2 separate regions of the Sus scrofa genome follow, and region 1 is linked to region 2. The links are chromatin contacts, called in public HiChIP or PLAC-seq maps. All regions are on one chromosome and are shown on one strand. Each heading gives the region's core, a stretch centred on a gene start, on an enhancer-like site or on the middle of the called end of the contact. The rest is flanking DNA. Distances are from core to core; before and after follow the strand shown. Region 1 holds the start of SON (protein SON). Region 2 holds the start of SYNJ1 (synaptojanin-1).

The links. HiChIP or PLAC-seq counts read pairs in DNA pulled down with a chosen protein or histone mark.
Region 1: a contact with region 2 is called in an H3K27ac HiChIP or PLAC-seq map of alveolar macrophages. The contact joins the promoter of SON here to the promoter of SYNJ1 in region 2. A contact is called at or near these places in 1 of 5 promoter capture datasets (fetal liver) and 2 of 2 datasets of contacts at active chromatin or transcription factors (alveolar macrophages and skeletal muscle).

Annotation. Positions count from the first base shown.
Region 1 is chr13:197,160,719-197,163,418 of Sscrofa11.1, forward strand. It overlaps SON (protein SON), which reads left to right and starts at 1,357. Exons shown (of 12, transcript XM_005657147.3): 1 at 1,357-1,514. The coding sequence starts at 1,438.
Region 2 is chr13:196,329,197-196,331,896 of Sscrofa11.1, forward strand. SYNJ1 (synaptojanin-1) reads right to left here and starts at 1,316. Exons shown (of 32, transcript XM_013982569.2): 1 at 1,175-1,316; 2 at 1-145. The coding sequence starts at 1,269.

The DNA of each region.
Region 1 (2,700 bases), core at 107-2,606, 830 kb after region 2:
GGGCCTCAGTTATCTAAATGGGTACCATAACGAGAATCAGAGAGCCAGGAAAAGCCACTTCCAAGTACCTGGTGAATAAAATAAAGTAAAAATCAACTACAAAATTGGATTAAATAATCTGCTAAAGACAAAAAGGGTGCACGACGAGAAAATATGCAATTTAAGTGCCTGACCTAAAAAAACGCACAAAGACAAAAAAAAGGCCCTGACATCTTAGAAAGCAGGGAAAGTGACAGATCCAATGTAAACCTCAGCTGAAAGTGAATGGCACATGGTCAACCTTCACTCACAGCATTTAAAACCTAGATGAAAATTCCGAGAACCAAACCAGTTCCTACAGTTTCATACCGTTCCTAATACTAAATTCCCCAACCAAAGCAAAAGTGTACATTACCAAAAAGTGGCGAAACTTACCCGCAGACACCCAGCCGTCCTCGGGGATGGCACCAGGGGCTCGCCGCGCGCCGGAAGTCGGCCGAGGGGGATCCGGCGGTCACGCCCCCGCCCCGCCCCCGGCGGGCTTCGCTTCCCCATTGGCCCGCGCGGCCAGTGGTCCCTGCCTCGAGGTAATCGAGAGTGGTCCCCTCCCGCTCTCGGGCGCGGCCTGATCCCGCTCCAGAGCCGGGCTACCAAGCCCCAGCACGTTTACAGGGTAACCCTGTAGTGTCGGGTGCCACGTATCGTCTCTGTTCCGCCCAGTGCCTCCTGAGCTCTGAGGAGGGGGGCGCCGTGATGCTAAAGCCATGCTCAGTTAATTGTGTGTTGCTCACGAGTCAGCTACCTTGGAAAAGTCTCGTGACACGCCTGGCTCCTGACGAGCCCGGGTTTGAATGCAGGTCGCTCACGACCTCTGCCCTAATGCTAAAATTTAAAAAGATGAGGCCCATTATAGGATACCACAGAAGAGAGATGGGGGTAAAAACGTGTTCTTCATATGGAGGCAGACGCTGATTAATGGTCTCCCGGAATGGCTCGTCTTGCCGAAACTCGGTGCCATCCAGGAATGTTGGAAGCCCCGGTCAAAACACCATATTGCCCCCCTTGCACTCTTTCCTTAGGGAATTTAACACTGGGCGTTTAGTGACTAAAATAAGCCTCTTAAGCCCCCAAACACTATTGGACCCTGAGAACTTTAGCTGACAGAGTCGCCTCCACAGAGACTTCTCCTGTAATGGCGCCTGCGTCAGTCACTAACATGGCGGACATAGCCGTGCGCGGCGCAAACGTCAGCAGCTCTACCCCAGACGCTCAGAAACAGCAGAGGAGAGAGTGGCCGTGGCCACTGATTGGTTTAGGGGCGGAGCGTGCCAGTCCGGGCGCTCCCGCAGAAACCAATCAGGACGCCGAGAGACGGAATTGGCCGCTGCGCCTCCTCCCGAGGCATGCTGGGAGCCTGGAGGACTAGCGAGGAGGAGTTGAGAGAACGGAGCGGACGCCATGGCGACCAACATCGAGCAGATTTTTAGGTCTTTCGTGGTCAGTAAATTCCGGGAAATTCAACAGGAACTTTCAAGGTAAACGCTTCCCAGACTCTTTTGCTCCCAAGGGACCTATGGGGCCCCACGTAGCCTTCCATGGCACCTTTCTTCGGAGACGCTGTCGTTGCTCGTCTCAGGCCCCGCTACAGCCCCGCCTGGGCCTGGGATCCATTTTCCGCCCCCCCCCCCATCCGCTCCCTCCCTTCCCAGCGAGTAACTTGGGCCTTTGCGAGGTAATCCCAGGCTCCTTCTCCTAGAACCGAGTTAAGATGCTCACTCTTCTCTCCCGTTTGGTCATTTCCTACTGTTTAGCTAGTGCAGGCCTAGTTGTCCACCAGGGACGGGCCTAGTTCCTTCCTCAGCTCCTCCTCCGCCGCCGCCGCGCCTCCCCTCCCCCTCTCCGCCTCCGCGGATTTCGCCGGCCGGTGTCTTTGACCGGAAAGGGTCTCTAACGGCCGTTTCTTGGGTAATCTTAAATCCGCTTTATTTTTGCAAGCTTCAGACCATTTGGGGGTCGGGATCCTTTAATTAGATTATTTGTGTCCTAGAGTCCTGTGGTTTCCACCAGGCATCATTCTAATATTCTAATAGGTTAGAAATTTGAATTAAAATAGCTCAAATTAATGTTAGTTACTTTGACAGAGGGTTCGGGGTGACGAAGAAAGAGGATTTTGAATTACTAGTAATTTTTTAATTTAGCAAGCGCAAAGTGGACTTTGTGAGTAGGTCTAAATTTTTTTGCTACCCCTGCCCTAGTTGACCTATTTGACCAACAAGCTCCTTTTGTCATTGCTACGTAGTTTACCCTTGGTTCTACAAAATTTGAACAAGATTTCTGAAGAAAGAGTTGTTTACACAGGAAAATCGCCTGGGTTCTGTTATTCAGTGGTTGTATTTATGCTTTGTGTAACATACATATTTGTTCCGAGTTCATATGTATTTATAGTTGATTTTAAAGTTAAGAGCAAGAGCCAGACGTAAGTGGATTTTAGAATCAGTCGAAGACGAAATTGTAAATAGCGCTCAGTTAACAGGGTTATTGGGGCACTGATACGTTGTAGTGCTAGAATATTTTTTTTTTTTTTTTGCGGGATATATTGTTGTTTAAGTGGGACATATATCCGCTCATTTAATTGCTTTTAAATATTTTATTAATGTGGTTATTTTTAGGATGATAAACGATTTGAACTAAGGTGATACGATTTTTTAATAGTTGGATGCA
Region 2 (2,700 bases), core at 66-2,565:
GAGCACGGCTACAGCCCCAGACTCGAACATGAGACATTCTTCCTTATGCCTAGTTTCCACTATGAGGCTGAAAGGTGGGGGATCCAATTTGTGATAGATCCGAAATCCTTTGCTGAACGCCATTCTCCTTTCTTCAGAGGCAGCCCTGTGAAAACCAAGCAAAAGCAAAGCAAATGAAGCTAATGTTTCTTTCTGCAGCAAGGACTGCAAGGCATCCAGAAGTCCCTCCCTGCCAGGTTTTGATGGGGGGTGGGGTGGAAAAAAAAGGGAGCTCGGGGAGAGAATGGTTTATTCCAAAAGATAAGTCGTCACTTAATTTTACAGAAAAGCAAGACGAAACGGCACCAATTCTCAGCGCAAGGCAAGTCGGGGTTTTATCACTCCAAGCCCATGAACGGCTTGGTTAAGAGGAGTTTCCCCTTTAGTTTATGTTTACCAAAAGGAAAAAAATTGAGCGTATTTCGCTCGGAATTGTTTATCAGCTTCCTGCTTCAGGATTTGTCACTACGTTAAAAGGGAAACGGTTCGGAAACTTCAGGCCGAAAGGGGGAAAACGAGACGTAGGTGGGAAGGTTACCAAGGCGGATTCAAAGCTCCTTAGGGGGCGAGAAATGGGAAAGGATTACCCGACTGAACAAGCTCTCCCGGGGGCGGCGGTGAAGGGCAAGGAAAGCGACACAGGTTACCGCCGCCTCCCGCCCAGCCCCAGGGCACCGCGGGCTGACCGGTCCGCAGGCGGCAGCCGGTAAATATGAATGGCCACCCGGGAAGAGTCACGACTCGGGACACGGACCCGACCGGGGCTCCTCGGGGGTCCCGGGCAATCGACCGTCAGGAAAGCGGCTCCTTCCCAGGGGGACGGAAACGACGAGCAGTCCGTTCCCTCCATTATACGCCAGAAAAGATGACCCGGCGCCCATACTAATCGGTGCCTTTCCTGCGGGCAGGCTGACAGCCGCTGTCACCTCAGCCCCCCGCCCGACGCGGCGCCCTCACAACCAGTGGGCTCCCAACCACCCTGCCAGCCCTCCCATACCCGGCAGCCGGCGGTCGCCTCTCACCGCTCCCGCCCAGGCTGCGGAGGCGGAGATTGCTCCAGGAAGCGCCGGCCCGCGAGCCCCGCAGCCGGTGGGTCCGGCCGCAGCCGCTCCCCGCCCTCCGCCAGCCGGCTCACCTCTTCCTCCGGCTCCTCCTCCTCCGTCTTCCGCAGCCGCAGCCACAGTCGCCGGAAGCGTCACTTCCGTTCCAGCAGGTCCATCTCTTCCGCATTGCGCCGGGGCCCGGGGCGGAAGGCCCGCCCCTCGCAGGAAAGGGGCGGGGGCGTCCGGGGGCCACGCCCACTCGGGGGCCGCCCGGCGGGCCAGGTAGTGGTGGGTGGCCACCGCCTCCAAGGGCACCAACCTTCGCCGCGGGCGGCGTGTACCCCAGGCTGCGGCTGCAGGTCCCACCGCTGGTGATGCGACGGGGAGAGGGAAGATGCGTCCTTCTTGACCCCCTTGCGTGGGCTTTTCAGAGCTTACCAGCCCTCCCTGTAGGCTCCAAGGAGGGACTCTGGGGAAAAGCTTTGGGAGCTGGATATTGATACGTGCCCAAGATGGGTGTCCCGACCACCCCCTGCGGCCCCCATCGGCGTAGACTCGGGGGAGGCCTCGGGACAGTCAGCGCAGCAGGCTAAGAGGGCAAAGCCTGAAGAGCTGTCCATGGTGTCTCCCTGCGAACAGCGCCGGGTTCTTATTCTGAGCGTCTCGGTAGGAAGCAGGAAGAAAAACTAATTCCGTTTTGGAACAACCTTGCTCGTTGCCTTTTCATTTGCTGTGTTCTGGAGCTCTCAAGAGTACTATAAAAAAGAGTCCTCAACTGTATGTACAGTGGAGAGAATAGGAAATCGCTAGCTAGGATCTCAATACTCAAACATGGCTGGCTGGACTGAGGCCAAGGCAGCTATGGTTGTCACTGAATAGCGAATATTTTGCTAACAGTGTAATTTCATAACTAAAGAATCTTCCCCTTTCCTCCTATCTTCATTTTTCAACAAATCATGCATCGTGGCTTATATCGTTTTTTTCTACGGACTTCTTATTCCGTTTCCACTTAATAAATCTAAAAATGATCAAAACCAACAGGGCAAAAAGGAATTGAAAAACCCGAAGAACTCAGCCCCCTGGGAAACTGTTTCCACTTGCCTTTGCTTTTTCTTTATGTCTTCCCCTTCTTGCTTTACCAACAGCAAAAGCAGAATTTAAATTTAGTATATTGCACAAGATCATTTCCCCCTCTGGGCCCTGTCACATGGCTTCACATTTCACTTTAGAGAAGCTAGAACCCACTCTGGTTTCGGGATACTAAAGTAGCTGTCATTCATTAAAAATGAAGCCACGACTTTTCTAGAAGGTGATGGCAGACACTTAGCTTTAGTTCTGAGAAGTGGAGAGGATTTCTCTTATTCAGTACTACTCCTTAGAAAAACTGTTTTGCTCAACTGGTGGTTACTGACAGCAGCCTCGGAATTAATGAAGTTACTCTACTGGTCTATGGTTACTTCTGCCCCTCACGTGCCCCCTTCAGAAGAATCCATTCCAATTGAAGATGACATTGGACAGAGAAAACAAAATGGGAGTGGGCGAGAATGGAATTTTTCTTATTGCCTTTTCAGGTATAATACTTCCACAAGGAATGCCAGACAGGTAAGCACCAAAACAA